Linked DNA regions of Triticum aestivum: region 1 is linked to region 2. A link is a contact called in public Hi-C data. All regions are on one chromosome and are shown on one strand. Each heading gives the region's core, a stretch centred on a gene start, on an enhancer-like site or on the middle of the called end of the contact. The rest is flanking DNA. Distances are from core to core; before and after follow the strand shown.

Evidence for each region. Hi-C and Micro-C count contacts between places; a contact is called where the count stands out from the background.
Region 1: a contact with region 2 is called in a Hi-C map of leaf, with 5 times the contacts expected there. The contact joins the promoter of LOC123060690 here to the enhancer-like site in region 2. A contact is called at or near these places in 3 of 5 Hi-C or Micro-C datasets (leaf and an unstated tissue).

What each region holds. Positions count from the first base shown.
Region 1 is chr3A:135,526,296-135,533,732 of IWGSC CS RefSeq v2.1, reverse strand. It overlaps LOC123060690 (protein HEADING DATE 3A), which reads right to left and starts at 4,238. Exons shown (of 4, transcript XM_044483507.1): 1 at 3,557-4,238; 2 at 3,398-3,459; 3 at 922-962; 4 at 163-813. The coding sequence starts at 3,766. The coding sequence ends at 590.
Region 2 is chr3A:135,257,632-135,265,165 of IWGSC CS RefSeq v2.1, reverse strand. No RefSeq gene overlaps it. Among protein-coding and RNA genes, the nearest start is that of TRNAT-UGU, 260 kb to the right of the region's middle. Within about 2 kb of position 5,730, at least 2 of the 8 cell types and tissues checked have an H3K27ac peak or open chromatin away from gene starts, as enhancers often do. A contact at or near this core is called in leaf, where this site is marked.

The DNA of each region.
Region 1 (7,437 bases), core at 2,989-5,488, 270 kb before region 2:
ATTCAACAAATAGTACTTGTTTATTCTTATTCTTCATTATGTTGGCTTATTTCAGAACAAATGATTACACAAAACTACTTGTGCTAAACACAAAATAGAAAGCCGTAGAAATAACCTGTTACATTTCTTAAGACGTGAAAACAATATTGGGACCAGAAGAGATAGCCGTCTTGTAAGAAAATTACTTCCGGTAGAGAGGAGGTGGGGTGGCAAATGAACAACCACAAGCACCCAATAATACATTTCTACAAAGTATAAAGACAGTTCACACATATACATTACAAATACAGCGACGCTACCCGCACGACAATTTCCATCTGATTTCCGTACGATCTCCCGGCTGGCCCGTTGGATCCCAACATCTTTTCAATCTGTGTGGTTCAGAAGTACGTAGCATGCACGAGCATCGGACCAAAAATGTCGCACGCATAGTTATTATCTCGAACATTACAAATGCTTTCTCCATTTCGCCCTGTATAATCAAACCACCCATACGATCGACTTCATCCTCACCACCATCATCATCATCGTCATATCCTGTGGTCACATATACTACTAGTATCGTACTACAAGGAGCTGGTGATCATGATCACATCCTCCTCCCGCCGGTTCCGGTCTCCCTCTGGCAGTTGAAGTAGACGGCGGCGACGGGCAGGCCGAGGTTGTAGAGCTCGGCAAAGTCGCGGGTGCTGAAGTTCTGCCGCCACCCCGGCGCGTACACCGTCTGGCGGCCCAGCTGCTGGAAGAGCAGGAACACCAGCCGGTGGATCCCGAGCACCGGCCGCGGGCCCTCGTAGCACACCACCTCGGTCCCTGGACATGCATCCGTACGAAAAGTTCCATTAGATTTAGAGCCCAGAGCGACGCTGAGTTCTGTATAATAAAGTGGTGAGACGTGAGATCAGTTTTCTTCTCCTGTACCGAAAGATACTCCTGTCGTCCCCGGGATGTCGGTGACCAGCCTGCATCGGTAGATCACATTAATATTGGTTCAGCACTTAATTACAAAAAAGCACTCCCTCCGTAAAGAAATATAATAAAATAATGATCTAAACGTTTTTATATTTCTTTACAGATGGAGCAGATGAGTAGTCTTCAGTGAAATTGATGATTAAGTTTGTGCAGGAGATTCTGGTCTCAGGAAACCTCTGCAGTTTGGACCTTTGGGGTGACCCTTTTAGGCTATGAGTAGGCCATCCAGGTATTTGCGAATTGGTTGTCAAGCAGCCCCAGCATGGGCATGTAAAGAGGGATACAAATTTGGCGCCCCCTGCCTCAATATAAGTGCAAAGCAAACATTGCCTTCCATGCCGGTGTTCTAGATTTTTATATCGCGTCACAGGAATTAAGTAATTGATGGTGTTAAAATAAATATTTCTCGCCGAAGCCAATTTTTGTGCTGCACAAGTTTTATTTGAAAAATAAAAACTGAATAAAGCATGAGATATGCATTTATTGGCATGTTGCACTATATATTAGTTTTTTTAGATGATGACTCTTTTTTTTTCTTCCACTTATGCATTGTTTCCTGATCACACCACGAAAATACTATTGCATAAGAGATAACATTAATGTCCTCAACCGATTCTTTATTTTGTTTGGCTTAATGTTGTAAGACCTTGTGAGAATTTTTCTTCTCTTCTAAAACTTGCAAAAGCGAAGCAATTATTTTGTAGCCTTGTACGGTATATATAGTTCAAACTCAAAACAATGAATAAGGACCCCCCCCCCCCCTCCCCTCCCCTTAAATCTTTAGCTAAATATATGTAGGATACATCTTATCAAAGGATATAGTTTTTTTATTAAAAATATACATTTCATTACAAGTCTAGTTAATAATGTGCGAACTAGAGCATATAATTTAATGCAAACTCGTAAAATGTCATTCTTGTTCTATTAGTAACGGACTGATGAGACATATCATCTTCCCATAGAACAAAAAACAATTTGCTACCTCTAGCAATCCTAACCTTTCATTTTTCCTTAAATTTATGCTTTTCGCTTGCTTTACTTCACTAGAAGTTCTAGTTAACTTAGCATTGATTTTTTTAATCCCATTTATGGTGTAATTACCTTTGTTCTAGTTTAATTGTTGCATATGCCTATTTTATGTTTAACATAAGCTAATATAAACCCATAATGTGATAACCCTAATTAGCAAAGATATAATTGTCCCGGTTATTCCGGTTTGATTCTAATTGTACAATGCAAACAAGTTTCCTATTTCATACGCCCTCCATCCATATTACTCCCCCCGTTCCTTGATGTAAGGTGTATAGATTTTTGAGAAAAAGTCCGAAAGTATAAGGTGTATTGCATTGCACCACTCGTTTGGATATATTTTTTAGGAATTTGATTACAGTTCCTTATATCGGGCAAGCTCCTCTATTTCCTCATGTCAATTAGTCAAGTTTAATCTTGCCCAAAACTTGTGAAATTTTCCCTCCACACGGGTTTTTAAATTTTTGTGCCAAAAACTATACACCCTATATCTAGGAATGGAGGGAGTAGTACTTTTAGCTTTATACTAAACCAGTGACAACTAATATGGAACAGAGGGAGCAGTAATTTGGTATATCTTGAATTTTCGTACTTTTAGCTTTAGTTTAATACCTTTGTGCATTAGAATAGCTGTATGTGTGTGTGTGTGTGTGTGTGTGCTGCAAATGTTGGTGTTTCTTTCTTTATAATTTTTCCTTCTCCTAAGTACATGCGCCCCCCATGCATGGGCCGAGATAACATGCTTTCTTTTCCATATATAGGACTATATAAGATAATTTCGAAGTTACTAACTGGTGAGATGATTTAAAAACATAGTGGAACTCTTTTATAGGCACATTAGTTGCTTAATTGTATTATTGTGCGTCTAAATGCGTATTCCCCTAAACTATGTATGCCAATCTATTATCATATACACATAACTCAATAAGAATCTAATCTTATTTAGCCACTCCGCGCATAAAATCAAGAAGAAGCCATTCCTTCTCGTTTATTTACTTTTATCTTTGGTTTTGGAATCCGCTAGGGCCCTAGCATGTACTTGGAGGTCGGGTGCACAAGAAGTCAAGAATTTGATTGAACTCACCCATGCCTCCACCACACCACGTGAGAGAGTGAGCTATCGTTTTATCCCTGATTAATCCCATCGAATGATCGGAGGCCTTTTTGGCGGAAAGATCCTATTTGGCCCCGTCAACTGTATACAAATATCTGCCTGAGGCAATAAATCTGAATTTAGATTGGATATATGGTAGTATAGGTTAGGGGCACGGCACGGCATGGGGGGGGGGGGGGGGGGGGGGATGTTTCCAAGCAAGCAAGCTAGCTAGGGAGGGATTAGGGAAGTAGGGAGCGAGGCCGCTAGGAGTTTTGCCGGCGCGTGCTCTGCTCTCCTCACCAGTGCAAGTACTCCCTAAGGCTGGGATCGCTGGGGCTTGGAGCATCCGGATCCACCATCACCTGCGCGCAGCCAGCAGCCACTTGAGTAAGCAGTCTAGGAGCATGAGCTAGAGCGACGTACGGCGGGAAGCGGAGCCGGATCGGTCGGCGGACTCACCAGCGTGTAGAAGGTGCGCATGTCCGGGCCGCCGACCTCGACGCGCGGCGGGTCGGCGATGGCGGACGGCCTCAGCTCGCAGCCGTTGGCCACGTCCCTGGACGCGTAGCCCACCCGCAGCGCCACCCGCCGCACGAACGGGTCCACCACGTCGCCGATCACGCGCCCCACCACCAGCGGGGCCCCGCGCTGCATGCCGCTCCCCACCATCTTCTTCTTCTTCTCCTCCTTCTTGTCACCACCGATCCTTCTCCGCCGCCGGCGAGCAGGAGTGGCGGTGTGTGTGTGAAGGCGGCCAGCTCTCTCAGCTCGCCCGTGCTAGCAGCTCTAGCTGCGTGTGTGTGGTTTCGGTGAGGCCGTCGTCGTTGCTATTGCACCACGACGGCCTGACGTACTTATAGGCGAGGAGAGGAGAGAGAGATCTCTGGACTAGCTCGCTCGCTCGCTCGCTCCTCCAGCGCGACGGCCCTGGCTAGGCTAGCTACCTGCTGGAGCACGAGCAGCTGCCGAGGCGTACCGCGTGCGTCAGGCACTCAGGCTTTCCTAGTCCTAGATGGTTGCTGTCGATCGACGGCCTGGGTGGGGAGAATCTATCGATCGGCCGGCCACCAAGTCCATTGCTCTGTCCGGAGTCCGGACTCCTGTGGCGATGGGGAAGAGTCGTGTTTGGGAAAGGGGGGAGTGGGTGGGTCAAATGGCCTATTGCCCGTCTAGGAAAGGAGAGGCGCCCGTGCTGCTGCTGCTGGCGGTACGTGCGGTGCGGCGCATGAGAGAGGCGGAGAGCGAATATACAACAGCCCCATGTTTTCTATGCGTCCCCTCGAAACTTAATTCATTAGCCAGCCCACGGTTAGGCTCTTAACCGCTACCTGTTTTACTGGGAAACTAATGGGCTTGTGTCCGGGGTGGACCAAGAGGAAAATTTAGGTGGGAGGAAAGGATTTGTGTGGAGTCGCTTCTTTGTAAATTCAGGTGATATAAGCCTCCGATCCATATTAGTTGTCGCTGAAACAGATATATCTGGACATATTTCAGTGATATCTATTTGAGCGACAACAAATATGGATTAGAGAGTGCATTTTTTTACAACACAAACAATCAATCTTTTATCGCAATTTAAATTTTGAGTGGGGTAAAACCCCACCCCTCTCGGCTCTTCAGCTTGTCACTGCACCCCCCCCCCCCCCCCGACGCGGCTACTTCGGCGTCGATGTCGCAAACCTCGGTGTCCTCATTGATGATGTTGTGTGTTTGGAACCTCTGAGAACACATGAATGATGTCGTCTTCAATGCGGCGACCCCCTCGACTATTCAACTTAGGAAGCTGTGCAAAGATGATGCCGTCCTATGATGGGCCAGATTCCCGCGTGATCAGTGCCAGACCCCCTCTCTCTGTATCCACTTGGTGTATATCTCTCTCTATATATTCTCCCTTGGGGTGTAAAAACTCTTTGGGACTTTGGGCCTTCTTTAATGGAAATTCAGGTGAGGAACCTCTTTCCCCCGTGATTAAAAAAATGTTTAACATGCGATACCTAGTAAGAGATGAGGTATAGCTGATTATTTTACGGAAGATGGGTCATGTGCAAAATTTAGAAATATCAAGAATCTGTTTGGCGTTGAGATAAATTATGATGATCCAGCTTTCCATCCAATTTTCCCTATTTGTTTTTCATTTGGTTAATCCCCCCCCCCCCCCCCCCCCCCCGCGGCTAACTGAGCGTAACTATGTTTAAAAGGGCATGTCTAGCATTTCTTGTCGAAACCCTATGCGGTGTTTACAACATCAACTGCATACTAAATCACTGCCAATCCAGTCTGAAAGGCAGGGCCAACATGTCGTAAACTAGTTTGAACATTAATATGTTCTTGTGAGTGGCGGGTGTGGTTGCTAATTCTCGAGATTGACGTTGTAATGACTGAAAGGCGTTGTACTCGTCTTCTTTGCCGCTTCTTCCTTAATGCAATGATACACAGCGGGCCTAGCTAGCTAGCGTAGCTCACCGGAACTTCACACTGTTTTTTAATATGAAAATTTACACTGTTTTTTTCTCAATAATGTTGTAGAATTTACACGGTTTCATCATGCTCAGATCGCAAAGGGAAGGCATAAACATGGAACTCCTGTTCCTGCACTAAAGCCGTGACCGTGACCAACCATACACAGCGGGCCTAGCTAGCTACGTACTAGCCAGATAGCTCACCGGGAACATTTGCACGGAAGCTCCAATCTTCGCATGCCGTCATGTACTCCTGCGTACGTGCGCGATGGAACCGGAGAAGCGGAAAAGAAAGGCGGGCGAGTTTTCCAGCTGTCTTTTTATCCGGTGCGACGACGACGAGACAGTCAAATGGACGGATCGGTGGTGCATGGCCGCGGCAGAGTGCGGCATGTCCCTGTGAACTCAAGCCCCATCGCTGGCCAGCCTAGCTGGGCGCGTCCTTTTTGTCACCCGCCCGCACGTAGCTCTCACTCCCGGTCCCCGTCACCGGGGCTAGTCTGTCGAGTTCCCATTGGCTCGCCCCGGGACTTTTGGTCGCCCCGGGATTAATTACCCCCACCCGAGCCAGGATTTGGGCCGCGGGACGTCGGGGACGTCGACACCTCGGCAGTCGCTACTCGTTTACCCGCGGTGAAAGATCCGTCGACGTGTCGAGTCCCCTGCGGCCGGCGGCTCGCATTGTCTGCCGTCTTGTCGTTCCAGCCGTAGCGTGGCGGTGTTCATCAAAACAATGTGTACGGTGCTGCCAGTGGTGTTTCATCTTTCTTTTTCGTAATAAAATCTTTAAGCTCTTGTTGCGACGATAGCTTGCACTGTAAAGTTCAGCCATGGTCCAAAGTCATATTCTGCTCGCGGCCTCCCCTGAGCACGCGCTGAACGGTAAAATCGCAAAAAATGAAAAGAAATTCAAAAAATGATGATTTTTTTTCTTGTGGTGAACTTCGAAAAAATGTTTCAGTGCTTGCAAAATTTCATTGTGAAATGACATCCGTAGAAGTCGTGGCAAAAAAAAAGGCAAAATCAGCACTCCAAAATGCTTTTGAGAATAACACTTTTGAAGCATCGATTTTGGGTTTTTGCCATGACTTTCGCAAGTGACATTTCACAATGAAATTTTGTGAGCACTCAAATTTGTCAATGTTTGCACCAAATTGATTTTTTTCTTGAATTTTACTGTTCACCCGAGTTCAAGCTCATTTGAGCTCGAGAACAGAAACACCACCTCTAGACATGGTTAGCTGCAGCTATACAGCCAGCCCGGTCAGTGCGTAGTCCATATTGATAACTTGCAATATAATGTTCTGACATGATAGCAAAGCAGTTCGCGGATGAGACAGAGGGAGACTAGCATAGGGTCTGCCTTTTAGGCGAGATTGTACTATCAGCCCCCAAATTTCATATTTAAACAATCCAAAAAGTTCTAAAAAGAATTTACAACATACCTTCGGGGTATGTGAAAGCGCAGGTTTACTCCGGGGGGGGGGGGTGTAAATGAGAGATTTTTAGAAATTCTTCAAATTCTGATGAATTTGACAAAGATCAGAGTGAAGAAATAGAAACGAGAGACATCTAATTCATCACAGTAATGGAGAGCATGCATACGGTATACATATAGGTGAATAACATGAAAAAACATGCAATTATACAAGCATACAAGCATGAGAAAGATGAATTGAAGAAATGAAAAATAGTATGATGAAAATCTTCAGTTCAAATTCTTTAGAACATAGATCACAAAATCTTCAGCAGCGGAATACCATAAAGGTAAGGTGAGGAATTTGAGACCAGGTAGTCTCGGTGAAGACACAACGATTTGGTAGACCAATTTCAGTTGCTGTGTCAATTGTACGTCTGGTTGAGGCGGCTGAGATTAACTCA
Region 2 (7,534 bases), core at 4,481-6,980:
TATAGTTTCTTGGCAGTTGGCACAATTAAATATTCATTGGAAAGTATGTTTTTGATGAAAGACTGAGGCAAAAGCAATTTATATGTATTGGACATAAAAGGTCTATAGAGATAGATCAGGGCGTCTAATTATGCTAAGTCAGAACATGTATATTGACAAGGTTTTAACAAGTTTAAAATGGAGAATGCAAAGAAAGGTTTTTCTCCCAGTGTCACATAGCATAACACTTAGCAAAATCAGTGTTCTAAGACAATTGATGAGACATGTACAGATGAGCGGAACTCATATACCTTGGCAATTGGATCCATCATGTATGCTATGATATATGCAAAGACCAAATGTTTCTTATGCCCTAAGTGTTAGTAGCAGGTACCAAAGCAATCCTGGAATGGCCCACTGGACAGCTATTAAAATATTAAGTACCTCAGAAGGAAAAAGGACACGATCTTTGTCTATAGAGGAGACGAAGAGATTGTTCTAAATAGTTACACGAATAAACAACTTCATGACTGATATAAATGACTAGCGGGCTATGTAAGGATAATAGTTTGGAATATTTTCAAACATGACCACTATTGTGAATTCTATAGAGAAAGAAAAATATGTTGAGGCTTCAGATGCTTCAAAGGAGGAAGTCTGAATCAAGAAATGTCTTGATATAGTTGGTGTGATCCTAAGTGTAATGAATTTAATGACACTATATTGTTAATAATGGTGTCATTGCTCAAAGAAAAAGGAATCTAGATCCTCCACAAATACAAGTGCAAGTATCACAAGGATTTGAATGTGTCACACGAAATGATGAAGGCTCTACCACGAGCAAAACATGAGCAACACTGGATAGTCATAGGTGTTTGAGAAACCATGTAACTAGATTATTGACTCTAGTGCAAGTGGGAGTCTCTTGAAAATATGCCCTAGAGGCAATAATACTATATTATTATATTTCTATGTTCATAATTAAGAATTTATATTCTACGCTATAATTGTTGTCATCCTAAGATATCCGATTCAGTGGAAAATTCATATGCACATGTGGAATGATAATGTCAAAATAAGATTCCTAGTCTTGCCTCTAAGACTAGCTCAAGTGTTGTTGGTGATCATGTTTTCCAGATCTTAGGATATCGTTAACATTGAGAATATGATGTTAGGAGAACAATCATATTGTATTGACCCAAACTTGTTTGTTATACTTAAAGATAATATCATCAAAAGTCAATTGTTATAACATAGAGTGTTAACGTGTGATTTAGGTCCTTAGACCATGAGAGTGTCGTACTCGCTTCTTACCGTATGATGAACTTTGCGATTGCTCAAACGTTATTTTTAACACGGTGATCATAACGGCAACTTGCAGGTTCATTGGGAAGTTTCACAATGGACCAGATTGCTCGAGAGTGGAATTTGCTCCTCCGACGATGGAGAGGTATTCTTAGGGCCTCTCAGTGTGACGGCATCGATCATCATCTGGCCAGACACAGGTGACTATGTCACAGGGATGTAGGAACGTGTCAACGAGAAACAAAAACAAAACCAGTAACGAGGAGATCGGTATAGTGAGCATGTGTATGACTCAAGAGGATAGCAATATATCTCGCCTCGGGTTTTGTAACGTATCATGAAGCAAAGGGGAATAGCACATAATAAGCTAAGGTTCACTCAAATTTCATTTGTGTAGTCATATGGATCAATGTGGACATCCCCGGTTCCGCTATAGGTCATTGAACGAAAGGAGATTTGTTCATGTCTATGTTTTACCGAACCTATCGGGTCACAAGCTTAAGGTAATCACGACATGTTGAGTGTTAGTAGGGCAGGAATAATGCGAATATATTTGTGAAATAGTTTCACTAATATTCGAAATAGATTCAAGAGGAACCGGAAGCGTTCCCTGGTCATCGGAAGGGTTTCGGAGTTTATCGGGTAATACCAGGTATTTCTGATAAATAATATATAGGTAAAAATGTTTCAAATGATGCTAAATTAATAATAATAAGCTCTAATGTTTGTTAGTGTGCTTTTATATTGGTGGGTCCCCCCTTAGCCATACTGTGAGGCCAAACTGGACTAGGGGAGGAATCCTCCTCTCCCTGGGGCCGAGGCAAAGGGCGAGGATTTACTTCCCCATGTGTGGCGCCCCCCTCTCCCCTTCCAACCTATATAAACTAGAGGTTTTGGGCACTTTTGAACACATAAGTTTTGGAGCCTCCTCTAGTTCTAGTTCTAGTTCTAGTTCTAGTTGGTCCTAGTTGATCAATTAGAGCTAGACCTAGATTCTCTCATCCTCATAATTAGAAGTACAGTGTGGTTCTAATCCCCCGTATAATACTTCAGCAATGATTAGCTCTGGACGGTGAAGCACTGTCGGATCGTGAAGAACGTACGCTTGCAATTCGTAGAGATTTCATGCTTTCGGTCTTCCATTCGAGGGACTGCTCATGGGCGGTTAGAGGGATCATTCATCTACGGTTCGAGGGACTCCAAGTACGATCTACACTGACTCGTATTCTTTCACTGCAACTCGGACTCGGTAACAATCTGATCCAACCCGTTTAGGGCATCTTCATAGTATTCATGGGTGATCGTATGGCGAACTTTTTTGTTTTCTATGATGTTTCCCAACATGGATACCTCTGAAGAGGACACAAAAGACAGACGTGCCATACCGCCTGCCTCTTGCCACTATCATACCACCTTTGATCTAGCAGCAACAAGCTAGATATGAGACCTCCGCCAGAGCCACCATGCAGCACGTGCCAGTAGCAGGCATGACTTAACATCCCCGCACGAGACGTTGTGCGTAGCATCCGCCAGAGGCTTCACCGGTCGGCGATAGGCACTGCCCGATGACTCTAAAAGGGACACAACTGTCACCTATCGAGCCGCATCGAACCCCATCTATTGACAGAGGACACGTCCAATACCTCCACTAGGCTCAAAAGGCCGTCACCACCTCGAGATCCTGACTCTGCGTCGCCTGCATGACCACGAAGTGTGCCGTCCTCAAAGAAGAGAGGCCGCCGCCCCGATACTGGGTGCTACACGAAGCACCCACCGCCGCGCCAGCCGTTATCGTTGCCCATATAATGGCAACCGTCAGCGCGACCGTCAGATCCGGGCACTAGGTCCCGAATCCCTTGTGCGCTGCCCCATGGTCAGCCACTTTTATCCTCCTATCACAATGACGATAAGGAGACCACTACCTTTGCCGCTCGAGGCCGCCGCATCGTTAAAAGGCCACGCCGAGCAGGGAGACATGCCGCCGCCGTGACGCGCAACCTTCACAACCACGATGTAGCCGGCTGACCGCAACCTATGCCACCCGCGGGTCAGATCTGACTGCCGCGAAGGCCACCGTAGTTGATCTGCCAGCGCGCTCTGCCCCACATTGCCCGACGCGCACCTGCCACGCCGTCGTCGCTGCCTTGCTCTGGCAAGCGCCGCTGGCGCCGCACTCCGGCCCAACAGACCCGGTCCTTGCCGAGTCCACCACGCGAGAGGATGATGGATCCCTGCCGCCAAAGCCCGGCCGCGCTCTCTGGTGGAGGCAAGGGAGGAGGACAGGGAAGAGGAGGCCCCGGCGGTGGCTAGGTTTTCCTTCCTATCACTCTTGGGAAAGACGAGAGGGACTGGACGAGCTTGACCTGCCATCTAATCACCTTCATATCATACATCAACACGTAAGGGTATCTCCAAGGCGGACCCATAAACCTCCTGCAACGGTCCTGACCACAGAACCCACCCAACACCGATCTGTATCTGTCCGCGGGGTCCGGACGCGATTTCTCCCGCAAACAAGAGACAAAAGTGGGGGAGGTTTGCGGCAAATAGGCCTGATCCTAGGCCAATTTCTGACCGCCCTGGCCCACCAAAAAATCCCTCCCGCACGCGCTCCCGCCCGGCGCCTGCTGCCCGCATTCATGCTGGTGTAGAGCGTGCCGCTCTGCATTGAAGACAGCTCAAGACTAATGCGACCTCACACTGCCTCCGCCATCGAAGCGGCGCCCCGGCCGAGGGCGCCGCCCGCTGCACGCCTAGGTGAACACGCCTCCTCGCCGCATTCATACACCTCCATTAAAATCGCATGGAAGCCGAGAAGCCTACTCCGGTCATACGTCCGCTCATGAGCAGGTCGACATTAAACGCAATGCCGGCCAAGCTCCTCCTGTTTGCCCTCTATTTATACGAGGCCAGACGCCGGGCAAGAATCGCACCCCTTTGCGGATCCCCATCTCCTCCTTCACCACTCTTCTAATGGCTTCGAAGAGCAGTTCTCCGGCATACAAACCGGCTGGTTGGTCCGCCGAGCCCGCCGGATACGAGCGAGGCAGCTCGCTGCTCCACCACTCGCACATGACCCGTCGGAGCAAGTTGTCGTCCCAAGTTGTGTCGTGCTTCAACAACTCGCCGCTCCAGGCCCACTAGATGAGGAGTACCGAGTTTCTCCACGCCGGCACGGCGGGGAGCACGGCAGCACAGACGTCATCCCTGCCGTCAACGACTGTGCCTCCCGTGCGTGTGACTGTGCCTCCCGTGCCTACGACCGCGCCATCCAGGCAGAGACAGAAGCCGGGTTCGCCGAGAACGATGAGTTGGTGGCCGGCGCCTTCGCGCCCGCCGCCATCATCGAGGAGAAGTAGAACACGAGAGTCCGCCGCCGCTTGGGTCCCATGAAGGCCACCGCCTAAGCGATGCCGACGTACACAGCCGGTGTCTTGCCCGGTTCTTCTCTTTCGAGGACCTCCGTCGATCCCACGTGGGCTCCACGGAAGCGGAGGCGCCGCCTTTCCGTCCCGCTGAAGCATCAGCCGGAGGTCCCACTCCGGTGAGTGGTGGGGAAGCGAGTCATCATTTGCGCTGAAGCATATACCTCTGGGGCTCCCGGTAGTCCGGTGATTGGGGTGCCGGACATGAGAAAGACAAAAGGATCCGCGACGGCGATTTAGTTTAGGTATTATTATACCTCCACAGCCAGACTAGCACCGTTGATGTAAATGTACTGAGATCCGTCATCTTTATATGAAAAGCCGGCTTTTTATATAAAAACCGTCATGTTTATATAAAAGCCGGCTGTGTTTGCACGAATTTTGTCCAGTTGGTTTGAGTTGTTGTGAAAATGTATGCGGTTACGGTTGGATGACGTCCTCCCGTATCCGTGTCCGCGGATAGAGGGACCAGTCCGCGGACGGATGCGAGAGGGTTTCTACGGGTTGACGTTGGAAATGCCCTAAGCTACAGTATTGTATCCTGAACTGGCACCAAAAAGACCTTCGCCCCCTCCTACCTTTGTTGCTCGCAAGTAAGGACAGCTAGCTTTTGAACGAACCGGATGGCTGTGGCCTCTGGGTAATATAAACGGTTCGTTCTCTGTCTGCGCCATTTCACTGTTGTATCATCATACTCCGTGCAAACAGGAGTAGCCTGCGTGCCTTTCAAACAACAGCACCTTCAGATAACCAAACACTGGACCATGACAAGTCACAAGTCGACACCCACTCCGTCGATAGCAAGAGCACGACAGGACTTGGTGATGCTTCGTTCGCAGTTGGAACGTTCCTATGTGTCGAAAGCTGCGAGGGCTCGGCCCAGTCAGCTGCAAGAGCCTTCCCCGGCACGCAACCCGCGAATGAATGAATCAACGAGCGCTTCATTCAGATAGATAAATCCAGAAGGCATTATTATTTGTGGTGATCACATCCCATCTCTACTAGGATCAGTCCACATCAGATAATATCCTAGACGAAGTTGCCTCGAGAAAACTACGGGGAAATGTGCAGAATGGTGTAAGATAAGGTGAAAGAGACGCTGCTGCCAAGCCAAGCCAGCTCCTCAGTGGCGGAGGACGGAGACGTGAAGCTGCGTTTTTCGCCTGCGTACCACTTTTCGAGCTCCGCTGGAACTGCCGAGAAAGTGCGGAGGCCTGTCATTGCACGATTTTTTCTTGAGTAGGTTTTTTTTAGACAATCTGGCGAAGCCTTTATTGCATCGTGCAGAAGAATAGGCCCGCCTGGCCTCTGCGAGCCTGGGCAGCCCTATGTCTCGCGTATAACGGCGATTCCTATTTGACGGGCGATTCCTATTTGACGCTCGTGAGCGTCAAAAGGGCATTGCTTCACTGAAGGGCGACCTCCCACGCCCTACTTTGGGCCGGCCCAAATTCGCTTTCGTGTTTCTTCTTTTGTTCTGTTTTTTTTTTGCTGTTTCTGTTTCTCTCTTTTTTTCTTTTTTCTTTTTGCTTCTTATTTCCTCTAGTATACAAATTTGCACGTTACAAAAATATTCAGCTTATATCGAGGAAATGTTCATGGTATATTTATAAAAATGTTCATCGTATACTAGTAATTGTTCAACAAATATAAATGTTCACTATATTTTCGAAATTTGTTCGTGTATATCACACAAATGTTCGATGTGTATTCAAAAATTATTCAACATATGTTACAAAGATGTTCAATGCATTTTTCTAGAAAATTGTTCAATGCATATATTCATATTTTTTTCCTAAATGTTTATCATATAATACCAAAAGCTCATCATGTATTATTCAAAATGTTTATTGTAAAATAAGAAAATGTTCAGAATATATTTACGAAATGTTCAATGGATATTACAAAATATTAATCTGTACTTTGTTTTGATTGTTTTTCAAAAGAACTTCCATAGTTAAACGCTCGGGCCGTGAATCTAGCACTAGAAGTTATTAGCATAACTGGTTAGCTTCTCTGCTCTATGAGAGTTTGCTCGTGAGTTCAAATCCCACTTTTCCCACTACTTTTGCCAAAATCATTAATTAAGGAGTACTTATTGCAAAGAACACTTCATTTTCCCTTGTCGCGACAAGTGGCGCACTGAGAGTTTTTCCTTTTTTCGTAGATTTGCTTATTCAAAACGCTTTATCTTTTAAACCGTGCGTCCAAATCTCGAACCGTTTTCACCATTGGATTCCTCGCGTTGAGATCTTCAAAACTAGATCCCATGTTGATAGGTTTTGACGATTTTTTTTCACGAAAAAAATCAGGCGAAAAAACCGAACCGGGAGCACGGTTTTTTCCCTTTCCGAAAGAGGGACACTCGTGCCTCTTGCGAAATCACACCCGTGCCTCTCGTGGAAGCAAAACCGTGACTCTCGTGAAAAAAAAACAGAAAATGCGTTTTTTTTTCGTTTCCGAGAGGCATGGCCGTGACTCTCGTGAAAGCATAACCGTGCCTCTCGCGGAAGCAAACCGTGACTCTCAGACTGAAAAAAAAATAGAAAACGCATATTTTTTTCCTTTCCGAGAGGCACGGCCATGACTCTCATGAAAGCACAAGCGTACCTCTCGCGGAAGCAAAAACGTGACTCTCGCGAAAGAAAAAAAAACAGAAAACGCGTTTTGTTTTTCCCTTTCCGAGAGGCACGACCGTGACTCTCGCGAAAACACAACCGTACCTCTCGCAGAAGCAAAACAATGACTCTCGCGAAAGAAAGAAAAAACGGAAAACGCGTTTTTTTCCGTTTCCGAAAGGCACGGCCGTGACTCTCGCTAAAGTA